3 separate regions of the Mus musculus genome follow, and all the other regions are linked to region 1. The links are chromatin contacts, called in public promoter capture Hi-C maps. All regions are on one chromosome and are shown on one strand. The core of a region is the stretch at or near the end of the contact, and the rest is flanking DNA. Distances in the headings are between cores, read along the strand shown. Region 1 holds the start of Aldh3a1 (aldehyde dehydrogenase family 3, subfamily A1). Region 2 holds the start of Grap (GRB2-related adaptor protein). Region 3 overlaps Epn2 (epsin 2).

Region 1 (3,450 bases), core at 362-2,861:
TCCACCAATCACTAATGCACACCCCCATCACTAATGCACACCCCCATCATTACTACTTTTCACGGTGTTTTGAAATTTGTGTTTTCTTTATTTCACCATTTAGCAAATGTTTACTAAGTGTTCACTTCTCAGATTTCCAGCCCATAGCAGATCCAGTTCTGTTTGGTGAGGGAGGGCCAGAAAGAGAGGCAAGTAGCAGCCAGCACAAAACTGCTGTGTTAATTAACTACAAGGGTATGTTTTCAGCAGGCAATTTTGCCTCTGTGCGGATATCATAAAACACACTTAAACAGACAGGGCTGGTGTAGACTTACTACACAGCTCAGCCACTGCTCCAGGGCCACCATGAACAAAGTAGCACAAAATTAGGTCAAGAAGAGGAAATTATGTGGTAACCACGGTATGCATGGGCAGCTGCTGGCCTCATGTGGCACGCTGTTTTCCTTTCTCCTCTCCTTTCCTTGTGATGATCAGAGGGGGACCCTTTATGATAAGGTAAAGAGCAAATGCAAAAGGCACTAAGTCAGTAGTTAGCCCCAGGTGTTGGTTACTGGAATGTGTGTGTTGTGCCTTGCTGCAGCCGCTGCTATGGCACAAAACCAACGGACAAGAGAAATTTCCAACTCCATTATAATCTTATTACCGATAACTGTAGACACAGGGTGCCAGAGGGCATAGCTGCTCTGGAGGAAAAGACTGACAGGACAAAGTGTTGCTATGTGATATGATGTTGGAGCAGAGCCATGGCGTGTGCAGATTTCGGGGAGAGCAAGAACACAGGCTTGGTGGGAACTTGTCCTTTCAGAGAACTGAAATGCAAAAACAGTGGGTGGGTGAGAGGGCAAAGGGGCCTGGTAGAAAGAGGTCGAGGAGCCCCGTGACAGAGCAGTTGTGGGCTGTGCCGATGGTGGTGACTCATGTCACCCTATACACCACAGTGTGGCACAGGCCAGGGGCTCAGAGAACACTGGCTAAACATACAGAAAGGGACTTCCAGGTTCTGTCCTCCCTGGGTGATACAGAGAGGAAATTCCTGGCAGTTCTGGTGGGGCCTGGCCATGTTTTCCACTAATCTTTGAGGGAACAGATCCACTTACTACTGGGGATGCCTTTAGACATCTCCAACCAGTAGGTTGTGTCTGTGCCTCAGTGGGACCCTTGTGCATACGGCGGTGACAGAGTGGGATGTGATTTTTCTGCCTTTCTTGGGTGCTGTGCCCACAACTGCGTGACTGCGGCTTACACGCTGTAGACCTTACATAACAGGGGACGCAGGGACCAGCATCTGGCAAAAGCAGGAAAAGCATGAACTCCATGCCAGGCTGGATTACTCAGTGGCCCCCACGCCCAGGGCAAACACAGGCTTCTTTTGAGGGCTGGCTAAGAGCCCACACAAACTTTCACAGGCCCATCTTGCATTTCAGAACAGAACAAAACAGACAGCCCAAGACACAATCTTCAAAACCCGTGTGAAGCAGAGGTCTGGATTATGCTGCACCCACATTTGAATATTGTTTTATCTTCGTCACGCGAACTTCCTGGGGAAGGACTCTGAGGTCCAAGTGGGCGGGGAGAAGGGTCCTTAAATGTGTTCTCTCTTGGCTCTTGCTTATTCCAGGAGTTCCAGCTGCTGGAGAGGACTGTGTAGAAGGTAACCTACCCCATCTCTCTTACTTCGTCTCTAGATGGGAGCAGACAAGTACATATAGCCTGCTTGGAGCGAGGACTTTGAAAGGCTGAGACTTGCGTCCACTCTGAGGGCAACTAGTCCAGACTCTGACAGGTCAGCATTTCCTGACTGGGTGCACTGAATGCCAAGCACCAGAGGTCTGTCACCTTCCGACATTGGACCAAGAGAGTCCCAGAGACCCTCAAAGACACAGGAACAGAGGTGTCCTTTGGGTGAGAGACCTGTGCCCTGCCAAGCCTCTCAGCCCCTAGAAAGGCGGCAGGGCTGAGTAGCTGAGTGTGTGCAACTTGGGAGCAGCCTGATTTCAGTGCTTGTCACCTGTGAGGGCAAAGGCAGCATGCTTAATGCCATCAGTCCTACTCTTCTCACCCGTGGAACAGACGCATAACTGACCTTTTTTCGTGACCACTATTAGGGTGCATTTAAAAATCAATCTCTCTCTTTTCTGCTCCTCTTTCTCCACCTTCCCTCATGTGTGTGTCTGTGTGTGTGTGTTTCTGTGTGTGTGTGCGTGCACCATACAGGTATATGTGCCATGACATGTGTGCAGGTCAGTAGACAGCCTTGGTTGTCAGTCCCTGCCTTCTACTTTGTTCAAGGCAGGGTCTATTCTTTATTATTGACTGCTATCCAGGTACACCAAGACAGTTGGCCTGTGAGGTTCCAGGGAGTCTCCTGTCTCTGGCCCCCATCTTATAGCAGGAGTTGTGAGATTTCAGAAATGTGCACCCACATCTAGCTTTATTTGGCATCTTGGCACCCAAACTTGGGTTCTCATGCTTTCCAAGCAAGGACTTCACCCACTGAACCATCTCACCAGCTCCACTATGGCGGTTTTCTGAAACTGAAGGGAGTGGGGAGAAGGCGCTGAGTGTGAACGGGTCTGGAAGGCGGGTATAACCTTTAAGGCTGGCTGGTTCTGAGAGAGGAAAGCCGGCTTGTGTCCCATTCAGGTGCCAGGTGCAGCATCAAATGTGGCTCCACCCAACGGTCAGTAACTCCGCAGACAGCACCGTGGTTAACTGCCTCACAGAGGGGGCCCAGGGACCTAGTTCCTTAAAGCCCACTTAGTTTTGAGAGACGACATGGAGGGGCAAGCCCAGCCCTGTCCAGCTGCATTCACACGAGGCCCTTCTCCTCCGAGGACCCTACCTTTGTGTTTAGTGGCTGAGGCTGTGTGGCTCTGCTTGAAGCTCTGGCTATCAGGAAGGACCTGGCCCACCGGCTGGCAGGACAAACTGGCCCAGTGAAGGCACTGTCCGGTCTCCTGGTGGATCACAAGGAAAGGGGCGTGGCATGTCCAGATTTGAACCCTGGATGCCTCTTCCCAGGGTAGGAAGTCTAAGGGTCAACATGAATAGGTGAGGGTGGTGGTGGAAAGAATCTGCATGCAAAATCAGGCACTCATGTCTGACATCGTCAAACACTATATTTATGTAGATTTATATGGGGGTGAGGCTTGGGGAGCACTTGTATTTTTGTGTGCAATTGCAAGAGCTTCCTCCACATTGCAGTGTTAAATATCATATGGTGCTGGACCAACCATCTCTGGAAGGAGGGTGAGGGTTTGGTACCCGTGACTATGGTTCTCTGTGTAGTAGAAACGGCTTCTTGGGAAGAGAGAGGAAGTGCTTTGAAATGCATCCTCTCTTGTTTCATTCTGCATCATGGCCAGGTTTCTCTGCACAAAGATGCAATAGACATTCAGGAAAATAAGCGCATTGCAAGATGTCAAAAGTCATGAAAAATGAAAAGCAAGG
Region 2 (3,450 bases), core at 285-2,784, 440 kb after region 1:
AGTTTACAGATGTCTGCGAGCCACTATGTAGGGGCTGGGAATCAAAGCCTCTGGAAGAGTAGCCTGTGCTCTTACCCACTGAGCCCCATCCTCTAGAAAACCACCGTCTTGAAAAAAAAAAAAAAATCTGCCAGGCAGTGGTGGCGCACACCTTTAATCCCAGCACTTGGGAGGCAGAGGCAGGAGGATTTTTGAGTTCGAGGCCAGCCTGGTCTACAAAGTGAGTTCCAGGACAGCCAGAGCTACACAGAGAAAACCCTGTCTCGAAAAACTAACTAACTAACTAAATAAATAATAAAAAATAATTTAGAAATAAAACTAAAAATAAGTAAATAAATGAAATAAAATAAAATAAAAATCTGGCTTCATCTGGATCCATCTGGTACCCATCCCACAGCCTGGGTTCTTTAGCTGTCCCTGTGTGTTTGGAGAATACTGGCTCTCTGTGGTTCCATGTGGTTGCAAATGTATAGCTGTGTTTCTCCGTGTTGTGCTTTACCCCCTAGTACTCACCAGACTGCTGTCTGCATCAGTGTCACAGCCTTCCCTTAACAATCGCAGAGCTGTAATGCCTTCAGACCACAAGCTACAGAAAGCTCAGGTGGTACTCGATGTTTAAAGCACAACAGGGGCCTTATTAGTGAGGTTTTCATAGGTGAATAGGAGCTTCCTGGGCAAGTAGGAAAAGGTGGTGTGCCCACCACAATGGCTCTCCAGCCTGGAGTTTGCTTGTAGTGGAATACCCAAAAGGGTACATGAGGGAGCTGTGTGGAGCAGGTGAGAGGAGACGGTTGGAAGTGTCTTGAACGTAGGCTGGAATTTGGGTTTGAGGTGGTGGGTGCTTAGGAATCTCGCTACAGGTATCAGCAGTTGTCCTGCTTAGTTGTTTTGTTTGTTTGTTTTTTTGTTTGTTTGGTTTTTTGTTGTTGTTGTTGTTTTCAACTTGACACAAGCCAGAGGCAGCTTGAGTTGAGAATTGGCTTGTGGACAAGTCTGTGGGGACGTTTTCCTGACTAATGACTGGTGTGGATGAGTCTGGTTCTCTGTGGGAAGTTCCACCCCTGGGCAGATGCTCTGGGTGTATAAGAAAGTTGGCTGAGCAAGCCATGGGAAGCAAGCCAGTAAGCAGTGTCCCTCCGTGGTCTCTGCTTCAGTTCCTGCCTCCAGGTTCTTGCCTTGGCTTTCCTGATAGACTATAATCTAAGCCAAATAAACCTTTTCCTCCCAAGTCACTTTTGGTTTTGGTGTTTTTCACAGCAATAGAAACTCCATTTAAAACAGATAAGAAATGTGAAGGCTGAGAGACAGAGGCCAAGCACGAGACAGCTCTGCATCGTCCTAATGGGGACTCCCCCACAGCCAAAGTGGGTTTATGAGCACACCCTCTCTGAGCTATGACAAGGGTGACATGTCTTTGCTTCCTGTTTCTCCCCCATCAAGGGCAGTTTCCGGCTGCAGCTTCAAAAGAACAAATACTCAAAACAAAGGAAGTGGTCCTCTCCTGCAGGAAGCAGGAAGCTGTAGCTGCTGGGTCCTCGGCTGAAGCCCAGGGACAGTGGGATGGAGTCCGTGGCCCTGTACAGCTTCCAGGCTACCGAGAGTGACGAGCTGGCCTTCAACAAGGGGGACACGCTTAAGGTACAGAAGGCTGGAGCTGGGCTGAGTGGGCCAACAGGGTTGGTAGGGTTAGAACCAGCACCTCAGAGAGTCCTGGGAGTCTGGGCTGTGAGGGACAGGCTCAGGTTAGCTGCCTCTACCCTCTTCAGTTTCCTCATTTAGGAAAGTGGAATAGTATTTATTACTGATCCTTCCTTTGGGGTCATTTGAGAGTCTGAGGCCACAGAGTCTGGTGGGAGTTGCCTAAATCCCACTGTTTTCTAGGGTTTTGTTTGTTTGTTTTTAAAGAAAAGTTTAATAGACAAATTTTGAGATCAGTAACACAGAGAGAAACAGAGAGACACAGAGGTAGAAATCGTGTGTGTGTGTAAGAGTGTGTGTATGTGTGTGTGTGTGTGTGTGAGAGAGAGAGAGAGAGAGAGAGAGAGACAGAGAGAGACAGAGAGACAGAGAGAGAGTCTAAAATAAGCAGACATTCTAACTTAATTGGGCTAAAATAGCTGAGATTAAGCTGTATTGATGGGAAAGGAGAAATAGAACGCTATACTTCATTTGTTCTCACCTGAGCCACTTTCACTCACAGTGGTTGTCTTCCAAGTCATTAGACACACGAGTGTGTGAAATCTCTACCGGGGATGCCCTTACTTAGAAGTTTGCATATGACAGGAGAGCTGAGGGGGCACAGGAGAGTGGCCATGCTGAACCATGGACACTGGAATGCTAGTGGCCCATCCTGTGCCCTCCACTGCCCCTATTGTGACCCCCTGGAGCAACAGACACAGGGCTAGATGGCTACCACCCTGAGCCCTGGCTCGAAGATTCAAGCACGGAGACAGACTCTTTAGAGCTATCCTGTACATGGGTCCCAGGCTCAGTGTGGATCTCCTGGCTGTGGAAGACCATGGCTTGGCTGCAGTGAGCGAGGCTCAGCAAGGTGTCTGTACGTGTGTAGTGTAGTGTAGTGTAGTGTAGTGTAGTGTAGTGTAGTGTAGTGTAGTGTAGTGTAGTGTAGTGTAGTGTGAGCCAATCTCCATTGCTTTAATTCTTGAGCCTTTCTTTGTTCGGTCCCCTGGGTGTCTAAAGCTCTAAGCTGGGGTCCTAAAGCAACCACATACCTTTGTGCACCCCCTTCTTCAAGCTAAGGTGCTGGTGTATCTACCTAAGTTGTTGGCTCTGGGTCCTATGCACACTCAACCAGTTTGGCCTCAGAAAGACCTGGGGTGGGAGACTGTCCAGATCCAAGTTCAGTTCAGAGGCCTCAGCTACTCTGGAAACCAGCATGGGCCATATCTTTCACACACACTTGAGGCTGGAGGGTAGCTGGCCTATTAAAAAGTAGGAATGCTGTGTAGAAGATTCTGGCCTGGGCTCAGAGGGACCAGTACAGTCCCTGGGGCACCTACTGTGCAGAGTGATAGCCTCCTCCTTCACAGCCTTCCAACAAGCCGGGCATCACTTTGCTAAGAGTCTACTGAGAAAGAGGAGGGGGTATGCATCATAAGTCATGAGAATTTGGGGGACCTGAAGGCACAAGGCGGGAGCAGTGTGCACAGTCGGCTTTCAGTGAGGGAGCGGAAGGAAAGCACAAGAGGCTATGGGTAGTTGGCAGGCCTTGGGGTGCAGCTTCCCCCTTCACTCATTTGACAAGCACCAGGCTTAGCCAAGCTTCATGCAAGGGCATGGGGAGTGAGGCTGGAGGCTAAGGGTTGGGAGGGCTGCCTGTAGGTGAAGAAATTGGAGCAAGAGAGTGAAGAATTGTCCTCAAAAGAGGTGTGGAAATCTGGAGACTGAAAGAGCTGCCTGTGCAAAGAGCCTTGGGAAAGACAGAGCACC
Region 3 (3,450 bases), core at 332-2,831, 320 kb after region 1:
GAAACTTTAGTAAAATATCACAGTCTCCCTAAGCACACAGACTCTGAGGAAGACCTAATATAGATATTTAGTGGGTCTGTTTTGAGATAAATAGGAAGCCAGAATGCATGCAAATCTGAGCTCCTAACACACAAGAGCCCTGCCCAAGGCCCTCTCAGGCAAGAGCCACCTAGCTCAAACACATAACACCCCAAGCTTCTTGCATAGTTGTCTTACTCTACCCTATCAATTTGATTAGCATTCCTCCAGCCAAGCCCTGGGATGGTCCCTGCCTCTAAGAAGAAACAAATCATTGTACCAACCTGAAGACAATAGAAAGCCAGGAGCCAGAACACAGGGCAAGAGGGGATTCTGAGAATAAGATGACCACATCTCCATAAACAGACACCCACCCCATGTCTTTAAGAAGAGTGGAGCTGGAGAGATAACTCAGCAGTTACAAGTGATTGACGCTCTTCCAGAGGATAAAATTTGATTCCCAGAACCTACATCAAGTGGCTCACAACCTGTACTGTACTTTCAGCTCCAGGGAATGCAATGCCTTCGTCTGGCTTCCACAGGCACCCCTACACTTGTGGCATACACAAACAAAGAAAAATGAAATAAATCTTTATAGATAAAGTTTCTCAGGCAGAATAAGACAATGCAAAGATTAGGAGTCTGAGAGGATAGGCTGCCTATACCTCACAGTTCAAGACCTGGAGCTTATTACCCCAGCTACCCACCACCAGTCTGGATACCTGCAACACTCCTCCTGAGCCAGCAGCATGGAGAGCCAGTGGGGACAAAGTAATCAAAACTCAGAGCTCTGAACAGAGAATGAAATAAATGCATGCTCAGCTCAAACCCTTGCCAATCCCAAATGACATAGATCATCAGGGATAAACAGTTGAACCCAAATGAGCTGTCAAGTCTCCATTCTGCAAGTAACACTGCAAGTCCAAGGTGTGTGTAACGGGGACTCTGAAAGCTGATGGGCTGAATTTAGTGCCAAATGAATAGAAACCATAGTCACAAGCAGGTAGTCCTGTAGCCAGCAGTCTGCTTCAATCACTCTGTAAAGAGAGTGCCACCCCTAACCCCTAACTCCACAGGAAAGCAGCAGACACGAGGCTGGCCCGCCGCCCTTAGGAGAGAGAAAGGGCAATGAGGCCATCACAAGGCTCTTCTATACCTTCAGGGTCTGGCATCAGTAGGTCCTGCCATGCCACACACCCAATAAATAAAGGCTTATTTAAAGCTCAAGTGAGTAGAAAGGAGAATGGAACCAAGTTCAGAGAGACAGCAGCTTCCGCCTCCTCTGTAGATCCATTCACATGGAGCCCAGTGGATAAATGAATATTCATGTGCACAGCCGGCAGTCACAGTCCATACTGGGGTCATCAAGAAGCCAGAGCACACCTGCTACCGGCAGGCGGAACTTAGGCTCAGTCCTGGCCTTGGCTCTGGTAGGTGGGTAGACTGTAAGGGTGACAAGCCAGCCAAGGCCTTCTGAATTAACAGGCTGTGAGGCCTCTTCAGACCAGGTGGCAGCTTTGTGTATCTAGAACAGAGGAGGAAGTGCCCCGCTGACCTGGCAGGCTCCAACTTCCCTCCTCTGGGCTCTTAGCATTTCCTCCCAAGGCCACTTGGCTCAGCAGTCCCCAGTGCTGCTTGGAAAGAACTGGTAATAACAGGACCCACTACAAATGGTGGCTTTCAGAAAAGCATTCCTTTCATGCAGAGAGTGGCTCTGTGCTGTGGGAAGAGACTTTAATAATTATGAGTATCCTGGGACTGAGGAGTGGCTCTTAGCCACTCAGTTTTAGCAGAGGCTAAGCAGTAAGCCCATATCACAGGCCTGCTCTGGAGCCAGCTCAGAGCTTCAAGAAGCAAAACACCTGCCTGGGTCAAGTAGCTGGGGCCAAACCCAAAGAACACAGTGACTTCAGCATCATTTTTCAATAGCACCTACACAGGACACATAGCTGCTAAAGAGCTAGTGGCCCAACCACAAAGTGCCAACCCATACCACACAAATGAGTACTACCACGGTTTCCAATGACACCTACATGGGGCACATACACAGCACAGCACAAGTTGGGAAATGTATGTGTGTCTGAGCGTAACAATACACAATGTGACCTCAATTCGGTTACACAATGTAAGGGGGAAAGAAGTGGATAGGTAGTTCAGATTTTACCAACAGCTATCTCCATGCTGGAAGGATACACTTTAACTTATCAGGGTGCACAACCTCCCAGCAATCTAAGATGTCCTACCACAAGCTCTGAGCTGGCGGGGAGAGGTGGGGAGGGGACATTTCTGGGCTTTGGTGATCTGTGTATTCCTCCAGTCACCAGTAAAAGTGTCAACTGTGTGGGAGCCGAGAGTGGGCAGGTCCACAGAGAACAGGCACAGGGACCAGCCTCAAGGAGCCGACCATGAGCAGCACCCTTGTTCAGGATAGCTTTAATCCTCACCACCATGTAAAAACAGATAGTGATCATTTGGGCTTTAGTTCAATCTTCTCTTTTGAAAATTAGATTCACAATGGCCAGGAACTAAACACAATGCAAATGTCCAATGGGAGGAGAGTGTACCATGAGTTGCCACATCCACAGGGGATACTTCTGGCCAGGAAAAGACTAAACACCTACTATATTGCAGACATGCTGCCAACAAATGAAGGCCACAGTAATGTGACTTTGCTAATAATATGATAATGTCCACATCAAACAAGTCTTCATGAACCAAGGCATAATAATAGCAAGCTGGTGGCTAGGAGTTGAGTATGGATTCTTTCTGGAGTAATGGAAACAAGTTCCATTCTACCTAGTAACAATAGTTATACAGCTCTGTGAATGTGTGGGGTTTATTGTTTTGTTTTGTTAAATATTCCAGTTTTGTTAAATAGTCGGAATGGCAAATTTCATCTCCATTTGAAGAGCAAGCAAAGGACATATCCAAACAGAGCTCTTGGTACCTGTTCCCACAGCAGGCCGTGTCCTACTCAGGCTCCCTGTCACAGCCTCTGTATGCGACCCTGGTCCGACCCACTAGGAATTCTCTATAGCTGGGCCTGGATAATGGTCACTCAACAAAAAGACTGTGTTACAGATCTGGGAGAAGAAAGCATCAAAGCCAGTCCTGGAAAGCCGACTATCCCCAGAGCACCACAACACTTCCACAGCTGCCTATACTCTACTCTTTTTATTTTTTTTAAGGATTTGTTTATATTATGTATATGGGTACAGCTGGTTTTAAGCCTTCATGTGGTTGTTGGGAATTTTTAGGACCTCCGTTCGCTCAGTCCCTGCTTGCTCTGGCCCAAAGATTTATTTATTATACATAAGTACACTGTAGGTGTCTTCAGACAGCACCAGAAGAGGGCATCAGCTCTCATTATGGGTGGTTGTGAGCCACCATGTGGTTGCTGGAATTTGAACTCAGGACCTTTGGAAAAGCAGT

The links. Promoter capture Hi-C pulls out the DNA fragments that hold promoters and counts their contacts.
Region 2: a contact with region 1 is called in a promoter capture Hi-C map of stem cell-derived epiblast-like cells, with 3 times the contacts expected there. The contact joins the promoter of Grap here to the promoter of Aldh3a1 in region 1. A contact is called at or near these places in 13 of 39 promoter capture datasets (the 3T3-L1 cell line, 3T3-L1-derived adipocytes, cranial neural crest and 8 more), 2 of 115 datasets of contacts at active chromatin or transcription factors (large pre-B cells and pancreatic cancer cells) and 3 of 9 other capture datasets (embryonic stem cells, liver and macrophages).
Region 3: a contact with region 1 is called in a promoter capture Hi-C map of embryonic stem cells. The contact joins the enhancer-like site here to the promoter of Aldh3a1 in region 1. A contact is called at or near these places in 10 of 39 promoter capture datasets (the C10 cell line, the HPC-7 cell line, cranial neural crest and 6 more), 4 of 484 Hi-C or Micro-C datasets (LSK cells, cranial neural crest, differentiating embryonic stem cells and 1 more) and 2 of 115 datasets of contacts at active chromatin or transcription factors (cardiomyocytes and trophoblast stem cells).

The regions. Positions count from the first base shown.
Region 1 is chr11:61,207,131-61,210,580 of GRCm38.p6, forward strand. It overlaps Aldh3a1 (aldehyde dehydrogenase family 3, subfamily A1), which reads left to right and starts at 1,612. Exons shown (of 11, transcript NM_001112725.1): 1 at 1,612-1,651.
Region 2 is chr11:61,651,787-61,655,236 of GRCm38.p6, forward strand. Grap (GRB2-related adaptor protein) reads left to right here and starts at 1,535. Exons shown (of 5, transcript NM_027817.3): 1 at 1,535-1,638. The coding sequence starts at 1,561.
Region 3 is chr11:61,527,965-61,531,414 of GRCm38.p6, forward strand. All of the region lies in intron 7 of Epn2 (epsin 2), which reads right to left. Among named protein-coding and RNA genes, the nearest start is that of B9d1, 25 kb to the left of the region's middle. Within about 2 kb of position 1,582, at least 55 of the 459 cell types and tissues checked have an H3K27ac peak or open chromatin away from gene starts, as enhancers often do. A contact at or near this core is called in differentiating embryonic stem cells, embryonic stem cells, neural progenitor cells and 1 more, where this site is marked.